Regions from separate parts of the Ovis aries genome. Here region 2 is linked to region 1. A link is a contact called in public Hi-C data. All regions are on one chromosome and are shown on one strand. Each heading gives the region's core, a stretch centred on a gene start, on an enhancer-like site or on the middle of the called end of the contact. The rest is flanking DNA. Distances are from core to core; before and after follow the strand shown. Region 1 overlaps GAS2 (growth arrest specific 2). Region 2 holds the start of SLC17A6 (solute carrier family 17 member 6).

The links. A called contact is a pair of places that touch in the nucleus more often than the background predicts.
Region 2: a contact with region 1 is called in a Hi-C map of hypothalamus, with 4 times the contacts expected there. The contact joins the promoter of SLC17A6 here to the enhancer-like site in region 1. A contact is called at or near these places in 3 of 16 Hi-C or Micro-C datasets (hypothalamus, omental adipose tissue and skin fibroblasts).

Annotation. Positions count from the first base shown.
Region 1 is chr21:19,586,798-19,590,568 of ARS-UI_Ramb_v3.0, forward strand. All of the region lies in intron 7 of GAS2 (growth arrest specific 2), which reads right to left. Among named protein-coding and RNA genes, the nearest start is that of SVIP, 36 kb to the left of the region's middle. Within about 2 kb of position 1,699, at least 8 of the 54 cell types and tissues checked have an H3K27ac peak or open chromatin away from gene starts, as enhancers often do. A contact at or near this core is called in hypothalamus, where this site is marked.
Region 2 is chr21:20,005,899-20,009,669 of ARS-UI_Ramb_v3.0, forward strand. It overlaps SLC17A6 (solute carrier family 17 member 6), which reads right to left and starts at 2,103. Exons shown (of 12, transcript XM_004019439.6): 1 at 1,375-2,103. The coding sequence starts at 1,460. The region is part of intron 1 of LOC121817469 (a long non-coding RNA gene); the gene reads left to right.

The DNA.
Region 1 (3,771 bases), core at 449-2,948:
GATTCAAATTCAGACCACTCATTTGAATTTAAAAAATCAATGAATAGATGGATTGAATTTGCTGACAATTCACCAGGCATCATATAATCTGTCTCCAACTAGTGCAAACACTAGACTTAATGAAACTGGGTCATTTGTAGAGATATGGCGGAGAAGGCAATGGCACCCCACTCCAGTACTCTTGCCTGGAAAATCCCATGGATGGAGGAGCCTGGTAGGCTGCAGTCCATGGGGTCGCTAGGAGTCGGACATGACTGAGCGACTTCACTTTTACTTTGCACTTTCATGCATTGGAGAAGGAAATGGCAACCCACTCCAGTGTTCTTGCCTGGAGAATCCCAGGGACGGGGGAGCCTGGTGGGCTGCGGTCTCTGGGGTAGCACAGAGTCAGACACGACTGAAGCAACTTAGCAGCAGCAGCAGCAGCAGTAGAGATATGGATGGACCTGGAGTTTGTCAGAGTGAAGTCAAAAAGAGCAAGTACTGTACATTAATGCATACGTGCCAAATCTGGAAAAACGATACAGATGAACCTATTTCCAAGACGTGAGTAGAGACACAGACGTAGAGAATGGACGTGTGGGCGGGGCGGGGTGGGGGGGCGTCATTGTTATCATAAAATAGCTAGCTAGTGGGAACCCACTTTAAAGCACAGGAAGCTTAGTTCGGTGCTCTGTGATGACCTTGAAGGGTGGGATGAAGGGGGTGGAAAAGAAGTCCAAGAAGGAGGGGATAATGTGTGTGTGTGTTTATGATTCACTTGATTGTATAACAGAAACTAGCATATCATTGTAAAGCAATTGTACTCCAGTTTAAAAAATATTTTAAAAACTAAAAAGCATAAAAATCACCTATTTGTACGTAATTACCATAATATGGTTTCGCATTTGTGTTTCTTAACCCAAGGGCATTTGGTTATTTCTGGAGACATTTTTGGTTTTCTCCACTAGGAGGGGGAGTTGCTCTGGCATCTAGGAGGCAGAGGCCACAGATGCTTCTAAACCTCCTCGAACAGTTGTGACTTGGCAGCAGCAGCAGCACAAGGCACAGGACAGCCCCCCACAGTAAGGACTGTCTGGTCCACTATGTCAATTGCGTCAAATTTAAGAAACCTTGCTCTCTATCATATGGCTCTTCATATGAAGCCAAATCATATTGAAACCACTCCTGTTTAAGAAAAAAAAAATTCTCATCAGATCACACAACATGCAAAACTCACCAAATAACACTTTCCTATAGAAATAACTGGATATGAATTTGAGCAAACCCTGGGAGGCAGTGTGCCGAGGAGTCTGGCGTGCTACAGTCCACGGACACAACTTAGTGCCTGAACAACAAAATAGAAACATTTTATTGTGGTAACAGAGGACAAGTGCTGACAGCATTCCTTCTTCCTGTAGATCAGCAATGCTTTGCTAAAACACAAAACTGAGGAGGAAATAGACACCATTTCATGTTGCAGATATGCCCTGACACATTAAAGACAGACAAGTCACCTGACCAGCAAGAAGCCAGTAACCCATTCTGCTTGGGGCGGCAGGAATTCACTATTACATACTTGAAAAGGGAAGGGAAACAAATTCCTACAGATACACTTCAATGTCATTTAACATCTGTTTCAAAATGATTATCAAGGTACCAAGCCGGTTTCCAACCCTGAATACCAGGCAACGAAAGGAAGGCATAGCAAGACTGCAGTTGTTAGATCTGGACTCTAGGTGGCAGCAGCACATAAGTGCATGGCTTCACCCCTGAACATTGTCTAAATTCTCTTGGAACAAAAGAAGTAAACATGATTTCCCCAACAATTCTCACCAATGCCATGTATTTCTTTTACTGGACTTAAAGTTATTAAGCTGCCTTTGTTTTCTGAACAGTGTACCCTGCCAGTCTCCTCTGTCCATGGAATTCTCCAGGCAAGAAGACGAGTGGGTTGCCATTTCCTTCTCTGGGGATCCTTCTAAATCAGGGATCAAACCTGGGTCTCCTGCATTGCAGGCAGATTCCTTACATCTGAGCCACAGGGAAGCCCCCTGTTTTCTGAATAAATCTTTTGTATTCTTAAATAGTTGTTTCTCTACATAACAAATATTCAGTGTACATGTGAGTATGCATATATATAATTATATATATGAACATAAACTGCATATATTATATGCAATTATATAAATTATACATCTGTCATTTATAATAATGATGTTGATCATATTTGTCACTCTTTGTTGAGCATTTTCTCACTTACTTAATACTTTTAATCATCTCATGTGGAATGTATTAGCTTTTTCCTTTTGTAGTTTAATTTCCAAGGATGAAGAAGATCAAACAGCCTGGCCAGGGTCAGACAGCATAATGAGCACCAGAAGCGAGATTCATATTATACATTTCAGAGAGCCCAAAGTCTGTGAGCTTTTTGAGGTTAGGGATTTTATCTTAATTTCTATTCTTCCTCACCAAACAGAGATAAGTGCTATAAATGTATTGCATCAGTTGCAAAAACAATTTGTGCCCATTTCCTGCTGTTAGGGAAAAATAATTCATATGGGAAAATGAAGGCCCTACCCCAGGCTAATTAAATCAAGCATTTCTCATGAAGGGGAGTTTTCTTAAAGGTCTCCAGGTTATTCTAATATGCAGCAAGTGTTGAGAATCCATAGGGTAGTGACCATGAGAGTCACATTTTCAGTAGTTTGAGATGCCTTTTCTCACTTTTTGATAAGTCCTCAAAGACAGAACTGAAAATGCCAAATAGTTGTGGAGAAGGTTACGAAAGTAAAGCTTGCCACTGAAGGAGACACAAGCTTGCAGCCCACCAAAGCCATTAACATCCCATCCAATCTGTGGTCTATTCCTTTTGTGATTTTGTGACTTCAGTGACAGAGGCAGCAACCTGTTTTTGTCTATCTCCATAAACAGCATTTCCATGCAAGGGTGACATTCATAGAAATTTGGTGCGGTGGTAAAGTATCTGCCTGCCAGTACAGGGGATGCAAGATACATGGGTTCAAATAAATGCTGGAGAGGGTGTGGAGAAAAGGGAACCCTCTTACACTGTTGGTGGGAATGCAAACTAGAACAGCCACCATGGAGAACAGTGTGGAGATTCCTTAAAACCTGGAAATAGAACTGCCATATGACTCAGCAATCCCACCACTGGGCATACACATTGAGGAAACCAGAATTGAAAGAGACACATGTACCCCAATGTTCATCGCAGCTCTGTTTATAATAGCCGGGACATGGAAGCAACCTAGATGTCCACCAGCAGATGAATGGATAAGAAAGCTGTGGTATATATACACAATGGAGTATTACTCAGCCATTAAAAAGAGTGCATTTGAGTCAGTTCTAATGAGGTGGATGAAACTGGAGCCTATTATACAGAGTGAAGTAAGTCAGAAAGAAAAATACTGATACTTTCATGGAATTTAGAAAGATGGCAATGACGACCCTATATTCAAGACAGCAAAAGAGACACAGATGTCAAGAACAGACTTTTGGACTCTGTGGGAGAAGGGGAGGGTGGGATGATTTGAGAGAATAGCTTTGAAACATGTATATTACCATATGTGAAATAGATAACCAGTCCAAGTCTGATGCACGAAATAGGGCACTCAAAGCCGGTACACTGGGATGACCCAGGGGGATGGGATGGGGAGGGAAGTGGTAGAGGGGTTCAGGATGGGGGACACATGTACACACGTGGCTGATTCATGTCAATATATGGTAGAAGCCACCACAATACTGTAAAGTAATTCGCCTCCAATTTATATT
Region 2 (3,771 bases), core at 853-3,352, 420 kb after region 1:
CATTTTCATACACACAGGGAAAGCAAAATAGATCAATTTCAAGAATACCTAGCTTGGGAGACAGCTGTTAAGCAATTTGAGGCTACTAGGAATAAAAGTCAGACTTGCAAATTCTGCAAAATACAAACTGGGGAACAGACCATAAAGCTAACTGTAGCTATGTTAGTACTTATTCCTAAAGTCTAATTCCAGCATTAGAGCATATGGCAATGTATTTATTTTAGGAGAGTAAAATTCCATTAATGAGATTCTTTTTTTCACATTGGCTTCATTTGCTCATATATGCAAAGTTAAACTCTGCACCTGAACTCCCCACTGATGGCAGTTGGGCTGGGAAAGATAGCTCTTTCCAGGGCATCTGTGGAACTGCAGGGCCCTTGCAGTATTTACTGCCGCATAGGTGCATGATGGTGCCTACAAGAAGCCCACCAGAGCTGGAGAGATTGGGAAAACTGGGACGTGCATTAGTCATTTTCTTTACATTTCCTATACATTTCCAAAGGATTCAATTTACCAAGTTTGAAGATTAGCACTCTCTTAGAATCATTTCTCCTTTTGTTTCTGCCCTTTCTTCTTGATTTTGCTCCTGTTATTAAGAAAGGGTGTATTTGTGTCATATTCCTGAACAGATTTAAAGTTGTAAAATTTACAGAATAGTACAGTGACTACAGAGAGGATTTAAAATTTTAAAACGTTTCTAATACTTTCAAAGTCATTTGGCTGATTATTATTATGGCTCTTCTTAAAAGCACTGTGATATTTCCCACACAAGAAATAGACATTTAAGAGAGATCAAATAATTAAAAATATATATACATTGTTTCAGATTTACAAAGAGGAACTGCTATTGCTATCAATTATTGATATATTTTGATTATTCCTTCACTCCAGAAGGAAGATTCCACTGGGGGATTCTCTAAGTGGTTTTGAAACTAAAACCCAGCTTTCTTTCTGCCACTACTCTTCAGAATTTTATTAATTTTTTAGGTGGTTGTGTTATTTTTTCCTTTTTCTGCATTAAAGGAATTTAATTTGGTGTCACTATAAGCAACAAAAGAAAGGCTCTTTGAACAGGTGCAGGTCATTTCTCAATTGTAAAAAGGATAAATCCTCAGTAGGAAAGGATAAGAATCTGCAGGTACCACAGCAAAAATCACACAGACACACACACAAACAGCAGACAGGTTAATTTAGTGCAACATTCCTGAATTAATAAGTAGGTTTCCAGAGCAGCCTCACTTCAGCAATGAGCAAAAAGAAAGATTTTCTGATCGTATTACAATATCTAAGCAACCAGGGTTTAAGGAAATAGCTCTGCAGATTTTTTTTTTTTCATGCTGAGTCCCAGGCAAACATAGGTTTGCTTTCCCTTACCTGTAGATCTGGCCGAGGGATTTTCCAGCAAAATTCTTTAGCCCCTCTTTTCCTGGTGTCAAAATCCTTTGTTTTACCGACTCCATTCTTGCAAAGCTTGGTGTCGGCTCTTGCCAGATTTAAACAGAGATCGCTATGAAAGGCGAGAGTTGCGCATATTGTCTTAATCGCTTAAGGTAGTTGTAGGTGTTTTTTTTTTTTTTTCTCCTCCTCAGCAGAATGGTATCGGTGTGCCTCTTGCTAGAGTGCTAGTGAGAGAGGGGAGGGAGAGTGAGAACGAGAATACAACAGAATAGCTGCATGCAACCCACGGGTTTCCTAATAGGAGAGTTGGTAGACACAATCAGAAAGTCTCATTGGAAGGGGAGGATCCGGTGGCAAAGGGCGCACGCAGTGCCATGGTATTTGAGCGGGTGCAGATGACTCCTTGTCCTGGAAGTCAGTCCTCTCGAAAACAATGTAAATCCTCGGTTTTAAAAGCCTTGTTGCTGACAAACCCTCTGCCTTTCTAACGCGGGTGGAAATATCACAGAAATCTTGTGTAAGGACGAAGTCAAAAGAATAGTACTTTTTAAAATGGTGCCTTTGCTGTAAGAAGCAGAGCACCTCCGAAACTCATGGGAGCATCTTAGGTCTCAGGTGAGCGATGCCGCTGTTAGTTTTCCCTTCTTGCCCATGATCTCCTCCCATCACGCCAGCGCAAACTCTGCTCTGCGGTAGAGTCGAATTAAGATGGAGAAAGCTTGCTGCTCTTTGAGGACGTGAGTAAATAACAGATACACTGTTGTGATTTGGGCAGCGTCAGGAAAGATTTTTTTCAGCACCGCTGACAGCGCCCGTCTGGGCGCTTCTTGGCAAAATGGTTCAGCACCACGGACAGAGTAAGTCTTCGGAAAAGGGGCGGTTTCTTTTGGCTGGTCAGGTTGCCAACTTTCTAGGGGAACTGGAAGGATGGCCCTGACCAAGGACCATACTGGGGATTCAGGAATGGATGCTATGGAAACCAAGTGAGAAGATGTCATCGTCGCCAGGGTTTTCAGGGAGAATGGTGCATTTAGCTCTGCAAGGGAGAAAGATTTTATTAAAAATTGACAAGTTACTTCTAGTTTGCTACATTGTGCCCAGCATGCTGATGCCAACTCTGACTGTTTCAGGGAAGGAAGATTACAACATATTTTACGTATGTTTGTGGGATTTGGGGCACATGGGCTCCCTTTAATATAAATTATATATACACAAACTGCATAATTATATTGTTCATATATTTTGTTTTAACCCCTGAAAGGTAAGAGAAAAAAAAAAGGTAGAAAGGAAGAAAGAGAAGGAGGAAGCAAGAAAAAGGAATAATAGAGACAGAAAAAGGCAGAGAGAGGGAGAGAGAGAGAGAGTAGAGAAATTTTTTTTTTTAAAGAATAGTTGTTCCTCAGTGATCTTGGTTGAATAAAAGACAAGCAGTTTAATATAAATTCCTTGGAATTGTATGCTTCTTCACTTTTAACTAATTTTCAGCACACACAGTACTAAAATATCAATATATTGAGGACATTTGTGGCTACACCTTGTGCTTTTAAACAAATTGTTGCTGATGATACTTTCAAGATTTATTTTAAATTACAATCTTTTCAAATATAAATTTTTTATTTTGTAACATCTTCTTCTAAAGCAGAATTACAGTGACATTCGTGAAAGGCATTTGCTCTCAGGTATGTAAGTATGGCACCAATGAATCTACTTCATTAAGCAAAGTGAGGAAATATGCAAGATTAATGTTAATTATTAATGCATTTGACATGAATCACAAACCTCTTAGATGTAATTCAGGCAAATAGTTACAAAACAGATTGTCCTTGAGCTACATTCTCAAAGTCAAAATCCTTGAATTTCCTTTAAACCAACAGGGGGAGTAGATTTTTCTTAGGGATTCTGGTACCAAGTCTCAGAAATATGCATCTAAATACAGAATCATGTAAGAATATTCTCCAGATAGGCCAAATAAAACAATGAATATGCATGTACTGAATGGATAGTGGAAAAATTTCAAAAGTAGCTGAGGCCATCTGCTATTATTAAATTTAACATTTATCAAATTATATTTTATTAAGAATATAATAAAAGAAAGGAAACTGGAGGGCATCTTTCTCTTATTTTGATGTGCATTTGTATGTGTGTATATATATATTCTATTAGTATACTAAACAAGATTTTCCTAAAACTCTGGAATGCCTCAAAACAGTATCCATCCCCAAAGGTGATCAACCATAAAAAGAAGGGGGGAAACATTAAACTACCTTATTCCAAACAACCTTCTTCCAGCTTATCAGGACTTGACTCATCTAGTGCTTTTCAAAGTATCTGTTTTTCAAATCTTTCATGACCAAATTCATTAAATTTAATTCA